Regions from separate parts of the Mus musculus genome. Here region 1 is linked to region 2. The links are chromatin contacts, called in public Hi-C maps. All regions are on one chromosome and are shown on one strand. The core of a region is the stretch at or near the end of the contact, and the rest is flanking DNA. Distances in the headings are between cores, read along the strand shown. Region 1 has its middle 180 kb from the start of Gm35430. Region 2 overlaps Hace1 (HECT domain and ankyrin repeat containing, E3 ubiquitin protein ligase 1).

Region 1 (6,015 bases), core at 2,700-5,199, 370 kb after region 2:
TTCCCCTTGAAAGAATACACTTATTATAAAAAAGCATTTTATTGGGTTGCACATATTTTCATGAGCTACATCAATGCTTATTTGGAATGAGGTTGGGGATTTAGAAAGGGACAAGGATGTGTTTTATATACCATGGGATACAATGGAATCTAGTCTCCTGCTTTCTTTTTGCAGAGGTTATTTATCTAGCATTATTGATCCACCACTTTCCAAGCCAGCTCTTCTCTTATAAACAACAGGCTTGGTTTCACTGTACTATAATATATACAAGAGACAACTAGGTCATTATCAATTTCCCTATTATTTATTTGTTTATTGTTTCTTTTTTTCCCAGAGATACTTAAACACCACAAAAGATCTTATCAACACTTGTTCAGTAGTCCAGTGTTTAGTGTTGAGCCCAGCAGTGATTTGATTTTGAGTATAATAATTCTTGCTGTCGGTCTTGAGACTTTAATACTCAGCCAGAGCCTTTATTACAATAATCAAACAGAAGAGGATATTGACAAGGCAGTTCCAGACCTTGTCACCTTGAATCAAGGGCTTAGAATTTGGGACTCCTAAAATTTGAAATAGGCTATAAATGAGCTTTAGAGAATCCTAGTACATGTACTACAAGTACATGTACTATTTTATGCTATATTGTGTACATTGATTGTCTTCTAAATGGCATGCCTGTTGGTTCCTTCAGCATTCTAGAAGGATATCAGGTTAAGATGGCTTAACGGCTGTGTCAGTGCTTTTCAAATTATCTATCTAGGCTGAAAAGACAGTTTCTTTTCATTTGCAATCGAGGGAGATCATCACTTAAAAAATAGAAGAAATGAGTTACTAGAAAAAGGAAATGCTGGCTGATGCAGCACTGTCAAATTCCTGTAGAGCTTTCTAAATGCCTACTCTCAGAGTATATATTTACCTAGTCAAACATAAGTAATTGAACAATTCAATAGGATTTGGTATAGAAATGATGGAGATAGTGTGGTCAACTATAGAATTCTACTCCAGAAAACTGGAAGATAGTGTGAAGATGACTTAAATAAACATCTTTCTAGAGTGGTTCTAGAGACATCTTGCTGTTAATGGGTGATGCTCATAGCATACTCTATAATCAGCCATACTCAAACCTATGGTTTGTGGAGATATGTTTTGGCATTCATATGCAAACCAAAGAGAACCAACAGTAAGTTGATGTAGTCAACTGGAAATCTATCCTTCTTTTGGTACTTTACTGACTTACCAAAGGCAACCAAAAGAACTACATCAAGCATTCTAGATAAATATTCAGGGGTGCTCAGAGTATAGCCTCCTTATTGTTTCTTAACCTAAGCTATCTACAAACTATTTAGTTATTCGTTTTAGATATAAGAAACCTTGAAGAAAGTTTTAGACTTTTCTAAAGATCTTTCTCTAATCTGTTTTGATGTAATAATATTTGAACAATGATAACCCTTAATTTTAGCATGGAGACAAATCATTTACTTGGTTTTCATAAAAATTTAAATTCTATTTCTTTCTATTAAAAACCAAATGGGTTTCCCTTAATCAGACACACATCAGACAGATCTTGGGGCCTATTTGATGACTTCCGTCTGGGACAGTCACTGCCCCATGTTCAAAGCAACACAGAATTAAAGTTTAGGAAGCAAATATGCAAATAGAAGAAATGCATTTGTCAGCTTTTCTTCAAGGTTTCCTGAATTCTCTCCATGGAGGCACAGAAAACATGGGTGCAAAATAAACACAAGCATTCTGGAAGTTGGACTTGGTTGTCAAAGCAGGTGCCGTCATGGCAGCTTCTGAGGTGGGATCCCCAGGAAATTCTAAGATCTTAACCTGGGGCTGAGGCAGTTTGATTGTTAAATTGGTTGGGTTGAGAAGCAGATGATTAAAGCACACACCGGGTATGACCAGGAGAGAGTTACTGTGGAAGAAAATGCACCCTAAATGGTTATCACTCCATCGGTTTAAGTCTAGAGGAAATATAAGAGGATACAGGAGAAAGTCCTTTAGTTGTCATTATCTCTGTCTTCCTGTCTCTCAATATCTCTCTGTTCTTGTCTTTCTCTGTTGGTCTCAGTCTCTCTGTGTCTGTCTTTCTCTGTACTGACCATCATACTGTCAGGTGCTCTAATCTATTACATCCCTACTATAGTAGACTAAAATCTTTGAATCTGCCTAGATATTTTGTAACAGTGATGTAAAGTCTTGACATCGCAGGCAGTCTGTGATAAAACTTCTGAATAAAGACTTCAAGTGAAGGGCTGGAAAGACTTCTCAAGACTGGGGGTGCAGTCACCAGATCCTTGAAAGCATCTATATATTCTGTTCCATATGAAGCCCATCATCTGTGAAGGAAGCTCAGCTAACCTGAGTATTCTTTGAAACTCCAGGCCCCTAGAAAGTTCTATATATGGACTACTCTACTTCTAGACAACAGATAAATGACACGAAGGTATTTAGAACCTTGAATTTTTTTAAAGGCTGGATAAGGAGACAAATGAATAGTGGCTACTTGCAAAATTTCTACTGAGCACATATTTTTAAATTAAAAAGGAGGGAATATAGTTACTGCTTAAATAGACCTTCTAAAATTGGACATCAATAACATAGAAAAGAAATAATACTTTTATTTCTACTGCAAAAACTTCAAAATCCATGGGGCAATGCTCTGGTGTTACTTTCTGTTTTAGAGCTATCTGAATTTCTAGAAAGATCTTTCAATTTATCTTAGTTGCAACAACCCAGGTACAAGACTTGTCCTGTGGGGTATGCAGGTGAGTAAAAAAGGTCCTTGAAGCTCATGAGACAAAGAACAATAGGTTATATGTAACCAAAACTGACAAATGAGGTATGAGAAGTATATAAACATGACATTATAGACCTCTCATTTTAACTATGTGGGAGGCTGATCTGGGGTTACAGGTACCTGAGTCTAGCCTGGGCAACACAGCCAGATCATATTTTAAAACAAAAGCAAACAAAGCAAAAACACAACAAACAACACCCACATCCTAAACTGGACATAAGGGTAACCAGGAAAGTCGAAGGCTTATAGATAGGAAGCCACAGTTGAGGTAAACCTTGATAAATAAGAGTGTATCAGGTTACGTTGGGAAAGACAAATTCTGGGTACAAGGATATCCTGTGTGAGTTGGAGCACAAGAAAAGAAACATGAGAATGTGGGTTGTAAAGGAAACAAATAGAAGAGCAGGATGGGGAGCTAGGATTGTCTAAGGGGTATGGGTGGAGAGGGGTCATGTGAGTATGTACTTAGAATTGGCTGTAAACCATGGCTTGATAAGAGTAACTTAATGTGACTCCACTGGTCAGTGTTTTCCCATGTATTAAATGCATCTAGACTTGGGGGTTACAGTAGTTAGACATTCTCAAAGCTGGATCAGAGATGGTCACATTTTATCTATTGAGTTTCTCGTTTGTTTCTACCTGGATCCTGACTGATCAGCTTGGGTCCCATCTTTGTTACAGGTTCCCCACAACGCAACACTGAGATAAAGTTTGGAAGGGATTGGGGATTGTGATTGAACATTTGAATCCTCTTAGCCCTGAGATGTGGTGCAATCTACACAGATTTGTGTCACTCAGGGTAATTAGAAAGTGATTATTTTCAAAGTAAGATTGATTTGTCACTTTCATAGCTGAATACAGAAGCAGGGACAGCGTGGTGATGGTGAGATCCTGCAAGTTGTTCCTTGTGATAATACATAGCCCTTTGGTTTCAGAGAACATTGTATAATTATTTTCTGCATGACTAATTTTCTGGGCACTTTTCATTCTTGTTCATTTATTTTCGTTCCCTTGAAGTCCAACAGAAATAATTGTTCCTATTTTAGGTATCTTAGCAACTAGCACCCAGTTTAGTCAAATCTATTCTTTAAGGCTCCGTGAGACATTAAATGTCCTCGGGGTGAATAGTGGGGCTCGGCCACAGACCAAGGGCGGTGCTGCCAGCTTTTCTCATGCTGCACCACTATTGGCATGCTGATGGATGACATCTGCAGAGGGGGCCAAAGCTGGCTAGCTGAAGCTGCTTTTAGGCCCTGGCTGAAACACAAACTTTGAATCACACTCCAAAGTACAATTACCCACAACAATTTTATACATCATAACAGTAAAGAGAAAGCAGGAAATGGTTGTAGAAAGACAGAGTGATCTTTTGAGACAGTCCATGCCACTTTTAGGCAAAGTCTGATAGCACTATCTTGGGAAGCTCCCTGCTACAGCAAACTACCACCTTCATTTCACCTCACTGACTCTAGCTTGAGGAAAACACCTTTTATGGTGGCTATTCCCCAGAGAACCAAAATATGACTGTGGGTTTTTTTCTTGAGTACTGAGGAGTCCTGCTTTGAGAGAGACCCAATAAGCCTATTTTCCAAAGAACATTTTGAAATCTATTTGATTATAATCACAAAGGAAAAGATTGTGAGTCCCCTGTGTTGATTCTAAGGGAAACATTGACCAGACAGAAAACCTACCCCACAGCCAAACTGAGCTATAATGACCACACTTTTTATTTCTCCCAGGAAAGAGTAGTATAATTGGTCCCTCTAATACAGTAGCCAGTTTGTTCAATCTTTGTTCAGTAGAGGATATTTATTTGGTAGACATGCTGCATGGAATCAACTGGCCTCAGGATACAGACTGGGAATTGATTTGCTTCTAAATAAATCTCAGAAACTCAGTGATAAATTGAACATAGGCAGAATAAGCCATGTAATTAAAACTGCCTTTAGTACATTTGCATACAACAATTAACAATTTATAGGTAACCAGAACATGAGAACATATACTGCACTGATTTTCTCAAGGGCATTTGTGTGTGTGTATGTGTGTGAGAGGAGAGAGAGAGAGAGAGAGAGAGAGAGAGAGAGAGAGAGAGAGAGAGAGATTTGAATTCCATTTCTGTCACCGAATAGAAACAAGAGGTATCAACATGCTTCGGAATATGCAGTAGAAAGATCACTCGCTCCTCGCAGGCCCTGATACCAACATTCATCTTAGTACATAAAAGAGAAAACACACCAAGGATGGGAACAGCACAAACAGGGACTGCAGCAAGAGCTGCAGAGCCAACTAATTCTAACAGAGCGCAATCACTGAATTTGGCGGGAAAGCAATACCCAGCTTTAAGACAGCAACATTGGAGCTGTACTCTCTCCTTAGGAAATGTAAACAGCTCACTGATCGCTGGAAAATTTTAGGGTCTTTATCTTGCAAGAAGCCACTGTTGCAGCTGCAAATGTGATATCACCAAAATGGAATGCAGTAGAGGACATAAGCAGCCCAGGTTGGTACATTAGCATGCGTTGTTACTCAGCCAGTTTGGAAAAGGGTAATATCTTGGCTGAATGACAAGCAAAGGAATTCAAAAGGATGACACTGGCTGCTTTTTGTGTTTGTCATTATAGTATTTGCTTCTTTGTTGTTTTAAAATTAGCTGTGAAGCTGAGTGGCTTTTGAAAATCCTTCTTTGAGTATCATTTCAAACAATTCGCAAATCCTCACCATTCCATTTGAGATTTTTAAAGGCTGGATTCTGCACGTTGGTTAATCTGCTCAAAGCAAGGAAAAGCAACTTGTATTTTAACTAGCAAGTCCATTGTTACACATCTTTGTACATTAAGACAGAAAAAAAAAACCAACCCAACATAAATAGCCCTTGATAAAACTGTAAGAATTTGTATTTAAATTTAATTTTCTCTGCAAGTGCAGTTAGCATTTTTTTCTTACTGATCTCTGACATACTATTTTTGAGGGAGGAAAAAAATGTTTTTGCTGCCATGGCAACAGTATCCTTCTCTTGCTTTCCATCACAAGCCATAGTTTCTGAGCATAACTAGGAAAATTGAAATGTGGGTAGCTGGAAATGATAAGGCCAAGCGTGGTAAGCATTCATCTAAATGAATATTTGTGTCATTGTTCTTGCTCTCACGGGAAGACTGGAACTTTCAAGGTCAACGTATTTGTTCGTGGTGTTCACAGCAGCACTCATA
Region 2 (5,689 bases), core at 2,154-4,653:
TAATGAGCAGCACATGCCTGTGTAAGGAGGGTGAAGGGAGGCACGAGTGGGGAGGCACAGGCTGTGGGTGTGCAACTGTGCGCAGTGTCTCTGGCACACCTGCAGTAATTAAAGTTACTCGGGGATGTGGGACTGCCTGGTTCAACCTTTGATCATTTTCTGTGAGGCAAATTTGGTGTTTGTGATTTTTATGACAAGCTTAATAAAATACCAAGCTTAATTACATAGACATAATTTTTTAAAGCTAGATCCAGTGTATTTTAGTCTTCTTTTCTTTATAGTTCCTTATTCTGAGTCAGTTTAGTTGCATATGTGGAGTCCTTAGGTGTACTTCCTAATGGTGAGGGTGACAGCTGTGTGTGGACTCACACACTAAGGTTTTGATTTGTTATTTCTGTAGTTGATGTGAGTTTTCTTGGCGGTGGCGGGGCAGGGGGTCATCATAGTATTAGTAACTTAAAACTCAGGGAAATAGTCCCCGTTGTAGGCTTGATTGTCCTGAAGGGATTAAATTCAGGATTTAAGAATTCATGATGTGGGGAATGTTAGATAAACCCAATATTTTATAGTATTGCAAGATTATTTTCTTGTCAGATTAAGATCAATATACAATGTAGTTTAGTGGTTAAGAGTTTGGCTTTTGCAGTGATGGCAGGTGTGAATCCTGGCTCTGGACTTTCCTTTCTGTGAATATTGGGACAGGAACTTAACCTTTTTGAGCTTCAGATTTCTCATTTAATAATGATGATAATCTGTGATTTAGAATAAGAATTTCGTTAGTTGATACATGAACACAGCGCAGCCCCTGGCACATGGAAAATGTGAAGTAAATTTTAGATGTTCTTACTTTTATTTTCAGAATATTTTCCAATGTAGTAGGGTTTCCCTCCTGAAATGATGTTCACTATTTCTTGAAAACATTTTTAATAAACATATTTTACTTGAAAAATAACCAGTTTTTAAATTTTTTACATTGTTAAAAATTATTAATTATGTTTATGTATGTGGGTATATTCATGCGAGTGGAGATGATTATGGAGGACAAAGGCACTCCCTGGAAGCTGGAGTTAGCAGACATGAGTGCTGGAAACTGAACTCTGATCAGCTGGCAAAGCAGGAAGTTCACCTTACCACTGCACATCGCTCCAGACCCAGTTAAATGGTTTTTAATACTAGAACTTAAGCTAGCTGGGTCCACATACATTTTTATTGTTCTAAGTAGTTTTTGAATAAAATTACTTTGCTGAAGAATTTTGCCTATGTGCTAGTTTTAATTTTTTTAAATCTATTCTTTTTAAGAACCAGCATTCTCAGGAACTCAGTAGATAGTGGAGGAATATACAGAACTGGGAGAAGAAAGTAGAGTCACCAAAATCTTTGCTGGTTCATCTATAGTCCAAGTATTATCACATACGTAGGTAAAAGTATGGCTATACTCATACTATCTTTTGGAGTTATGGTTATGTTTGTCTTTGAAGTCTTTTTTGGCTGTCAACATCTCCTCTTGCCTTGCGATAGGAAATCATTACGAGAGGCAATTTAGAGTGACTGGTGTGTTTCACATGTCTATTCATCATTCAGTCACAAACAAGTTTCCAAATCTGTTCCTTCGAACCTAAGTAAACAGCAGTTTAATCCAGCCTTGCACTAGCAAATCAAAAGCCTATGAAACAGCAAGTATTCAAGGTGTCTAGACACTCATTTTCTAATACCTGCCCAGTTTTCTTTGGTGCTGTTTCATTAATTTTATCAGTTTGTCTTTGTTTAAGCCTTGTTTTTCAAATAGTAGTGTAAAGCACAAACTCAATGTATATTCTGCTCTATGAACAAATGAATTTGTAATTCACGTCAATGGCCAGAAAAAGTATTGAAGGGGAGTTAAAGTCAAGGTGTGGCTTTAGATTTCACTATTTTGCTAGGTCTTTTGGAAGTTAGTGTGTCATTTTGTCTTTCTCCTCCTCCTCCTCTTCTTCTTTGGTAAAATATAAAATTCACCACTGAAGACATTTGAAAGTAGATCGTTTGTTAGCATTAAGTCCTTTTGCTATGCTCTGCAGTCATCACCAAGTCTAATTCTGGGGCTGTCCCACCAGCCTGAGGAGAAACTCTGTACCTTAGATTCAGCTTCCTCTACCACTAATTTATTGCGCCTCTATTCTAAATTTGTCTATTCCATATAGTTCATAAAGATGGACTGTATCACGCTACTACATAGGTTTGAGTGATCATATGGTTGCTGTTGTCACTTTCACATCATTGGTAGTTGTTTAAACTTGATTATTTGCCTTTTGAGAGTAGGATGAGTTAGGTGGGCAGAGTTCCCAGTCATTAATTGGTATTAATAGGCATCACATTCAGTAATCAAATTACTTAAGAATGGTTCTTTTCATAGTTTGTGTATCTTAATATGCAACATCTAGTGAGTACTGGGCATGTACAGATGAATGAAGCAGTGTCTGTCAGATTTATAGCTGAGTAGTTACTGCCACAGTTCCTAGAAAAATGTTTGCATATGTGTATGATCTTTTATTGTGTTTACCAGGGACTCTTTGGTGTCAGTCAGAAGTATTTTATGACTTCCTCTCAAGTGTGAACTGATGATCATCTTTTATACTTCCAATTCTACTGTCTTTCTGTAGATTATGCAAAGAACTGCATGCTGTAGTCTGCATAATGTAACCATAGCCATGCTGAGTGAGTTACATGTGAATAAAGTTACCTGCATTGGAATGTTCTTTTCTGCATATAGATCTTACTGTCCTCTATTTATTTCAATAGGAACAACTTTCCAGCCCAACAGCAACTCCTATGTCAATCCTGATCACTTGAACTATTTCCGGTTTGCTGGACAGATCTTGGGGTTAGCTTTGAACCACAGGCAGCTGGTCAATATTTACTTCACACGATCATTCTACAAGCACATTCTCGGTATGGATGTACCCTCACTTCTGAAGACATTTACATTGCTTTCCTTGCAGCTTTTAGAGAGAATGGATTGGATAAGTGCCAGTTTTGCCATTTCTGTTGAAATAATTACTGCTCTGATAAGAGACCATCTGTGTTCCTAAAGTATCTGGGGGCTAGAGGGAGAGAAAAATGCTCTACCTTTTTTTAAAATCACTTTTTTTTTTTTGCATTTCCATTTTAGTGTGTATGTGTTTATACAAAGCATCCATTTTTTTATGCATATACCTAAAGTAATTGGCAATTCTGAAGCTTATAACAGCTTCCTAAATAGCTGTTTCAAAGAAAGACAGCATTGTAAAGATGAAGAAGGAACAGCAGCTTAATTTAATGGACTTCTAAATTTAGAAATTAGCATCCATTTTAAACATGCTGCAAATTTGATTATATTTTGTGGTTTTTCAGAGTATCTGTAGAGGGCAGCATTTCACCATTAAATCAGTAAAGGGAAGTCAGAAGTGCCTATATTGTAACTGCTGTCTTTTCAATTTTCTTTTTAGGTATTCCTGTAAATTACCAAGATGTAGCATCTATTGATCCTGAATATGCCAAAAATTTGCAATGGATTTTAGATAATGATATTAGTGACTTGGGTCTAGAATTGACTTTTTCTGTTGAGACTGATGTATTTGGAGCTATGGAAGAGGTGCCTTTAAAGCCTGGGGGTGGAAGTATTCTTGTGACACAAAATAACAAAGTAAGTATCCAGATTTTTGCCTTAGTCATTCTTCATAATGGCCCTGATGCCAGTTTCTCTAAATTATTCCAGCATTTGCTAGAAAAACTTACTTTGTCATTTGCAAGTAGATGAAAGTACTTAAGTTAAGCAAACTAGCATATTTAAGACTTGAGTTAGAAAGAATCATTTTAGTTTAGTACTATGATGTGTTGGTTATTTACATAATTTAGACTACTGTTTAGCTGATTGTATTAGTTAAGCATTTGCATTTTGAAAAAGTTGATTGGAAATGTATACTAAGTGATGGTGTTATCATCACTTAGTTACTCAGTATTGTATAGTTTAAAAGTTAGATATTCACCAGAAACTTAGGATACCCAAGATATAAGTTACCATTTGCAAAACACATGAAACTCAAGAAGAATGAAGACCAAAGTGTGGACACTTTGCCCCTTCTTAGAATTGGGAACAAAACACCCATGAAAGGAGTTACAGAGACAAATTTTGGAGCTGAGACGAAAGGATGGACCATCTAGAGACTGCCATATCCAGGGATCCATCCCATAATTAGCCTCCAAACGCTGACACCATTGTATACACTAGCAAGCGTTTGCTGAAAGGACCCAGATATAGCTGTCTCTTGTGAGACTAGGCCGGGGCCTAGCAAACACAGAAGTGGATGCTCACAGTCAGCTATTGGATGGATCACGGGCCCCCCCAATGGAGGAGCTAGAGAAATTACCCAAGGAGCTAAAGGGATCTGCAACCCTATAGGTGGAACAACATTATGAACTAACCAGTACCCCGGAGCTCTTGTCTCTAGCTGCATATGTATCAAAAGATAGCCTAGCCGGCCATCACTGGAAAGAGAGGCCCATTGGACTTGCAAACTTTATATGCCCCAGTACAGGGGAACGCTAGAGCCAAAAAGTGGGAGTGGGTGGATAGGGGAGTAGGGGGGAGGGTATGGGGGACTTTTGGGATAGCATTGGAAATGTAAATGAGGAAAATACCTAATTAAAAAAAAGTTATTCAAAATTTTTTTATTTGTATGTATGTGATATCTGCATGTATGTGAGTAGGCGTGTCTCCAGTGTGGATGCACATGGAAGCCAGGTATTGGCAATGGGTTATTTTTCTCAGTTGTTTCTTGACCTTTATGGGTAGGGGCATTTTAGCAGTATTTATTGACACTTAGTGTAACTACATACTTTAGTGTGACAGTTGTCTTAGAAACTTATCCTCTGGGGACACGTGTATAGGTGCAGGTGTATGTAAAAGTTCTCCACAGAAGTGGGTGTGGTCTGAGAAGCAGGTTACATACTGCAGTTGCTGTGTGACATGCTTTCTAGAATACCTTGCTAAGTGAGAGAGTGAGTGGCCAGGGAATGTGTGAAGTAAGTGCAAAGCTCTGTGGAGGGGCATTTACTCACTCATATTTACAGACACCTACAGACAGGCCCGCAGTGACACAGGGGAGATCTTCAACGAGATCCTTCCTGTGTCTCTTGAGTCATTGACTCAATCCTGGTTTTGCTTGTTCTGCCTTATTTTTCCATGAGAGGCAGGCAGTATCTCTCATGAACATCATTTTGTTCTACACTGCCTGGCCAGTGATTCCCGGGGAGTCATCTATGTGTGTCACCTCAAAGGCTGGGGTTACAGAGGCACACCTCTGTTCTTGCCCTTCACGTGGGTTCCAGAGATCTGAAGCTGATGTATCAAACACGTTACTCCCTGAATCAGCTTCTCCGCACCAGGTTAGAGAGTCTTAACACAGAAAAGAAATCTCAGTGTTAAAACTTTGTATGTGCTTTTATGTTCCAGTAAATCCTACCTCTTGATTTCCTATGTATATAATACACACATATATGATTTGTTTTTATTATTATGTTATATATTTGTGGTATTTGTTTTAAAGTTGACTTAAAAATCAATGACATTTAATATTTTACATTGCTGTACATATTAAAAATGTTACAGACTATAGATTTATTAAAATGTGTAATATTTGTAAAAGGCTCAAAGACATGGTCACATTTTTAA

Evidence for each region. A called contact is a pair of places that touch in the nucleus more often than the background predicts.
Region 1: a Hi-C map of cortical neurons shows a contact between it and region 2. The contact joins two enhancer-like sites. A contact is called at or near these places in 3 of 484 Hi-C or Micro-C datasets (all in cortical neurons).

What each region holds. Positions count from the first base shown.
Region 1 is chr10:46,041,967-46,047,981 of GRCm38.p6, forward strand. No RefSeq gene overlaps it. Among named protein-coding and RNA genes, the nearest start is that of Gm35430, 180 kb to the right of the region's middle. Within about 2 kb of position 3,950, at least 21 of the 459 cell types and tissues checked have an H3K27ac peak or open chromatin away from gene starts, as enhancers often do. A contact at or near this core is called in cortical neurons, where this site is marked.
Region 2 is chr10:45,673,603-45,679,291 of GRCm38.p6, forward strand. Hace1 (HECT domain and ankyrin repeat containing, E3 ubiquitin protein ligase 1) reads left to right here. Exons shown (of 24, transcript NM_172473.3): 18 at 2,779-2,928; 19 at 3,465-3,661. Among named protein-coding and RNA genes, the nearest start is that of Hace1, 99 kb to the left of the region's middle. Within about 2 kb of position 3,404, at least 4 of the 459 cell types and tissues checked have an H3K27ac peak or open chromatin away from gene starts, as enhancers often do. A contact at or near this core is called in cortical neurons, where this site is marked.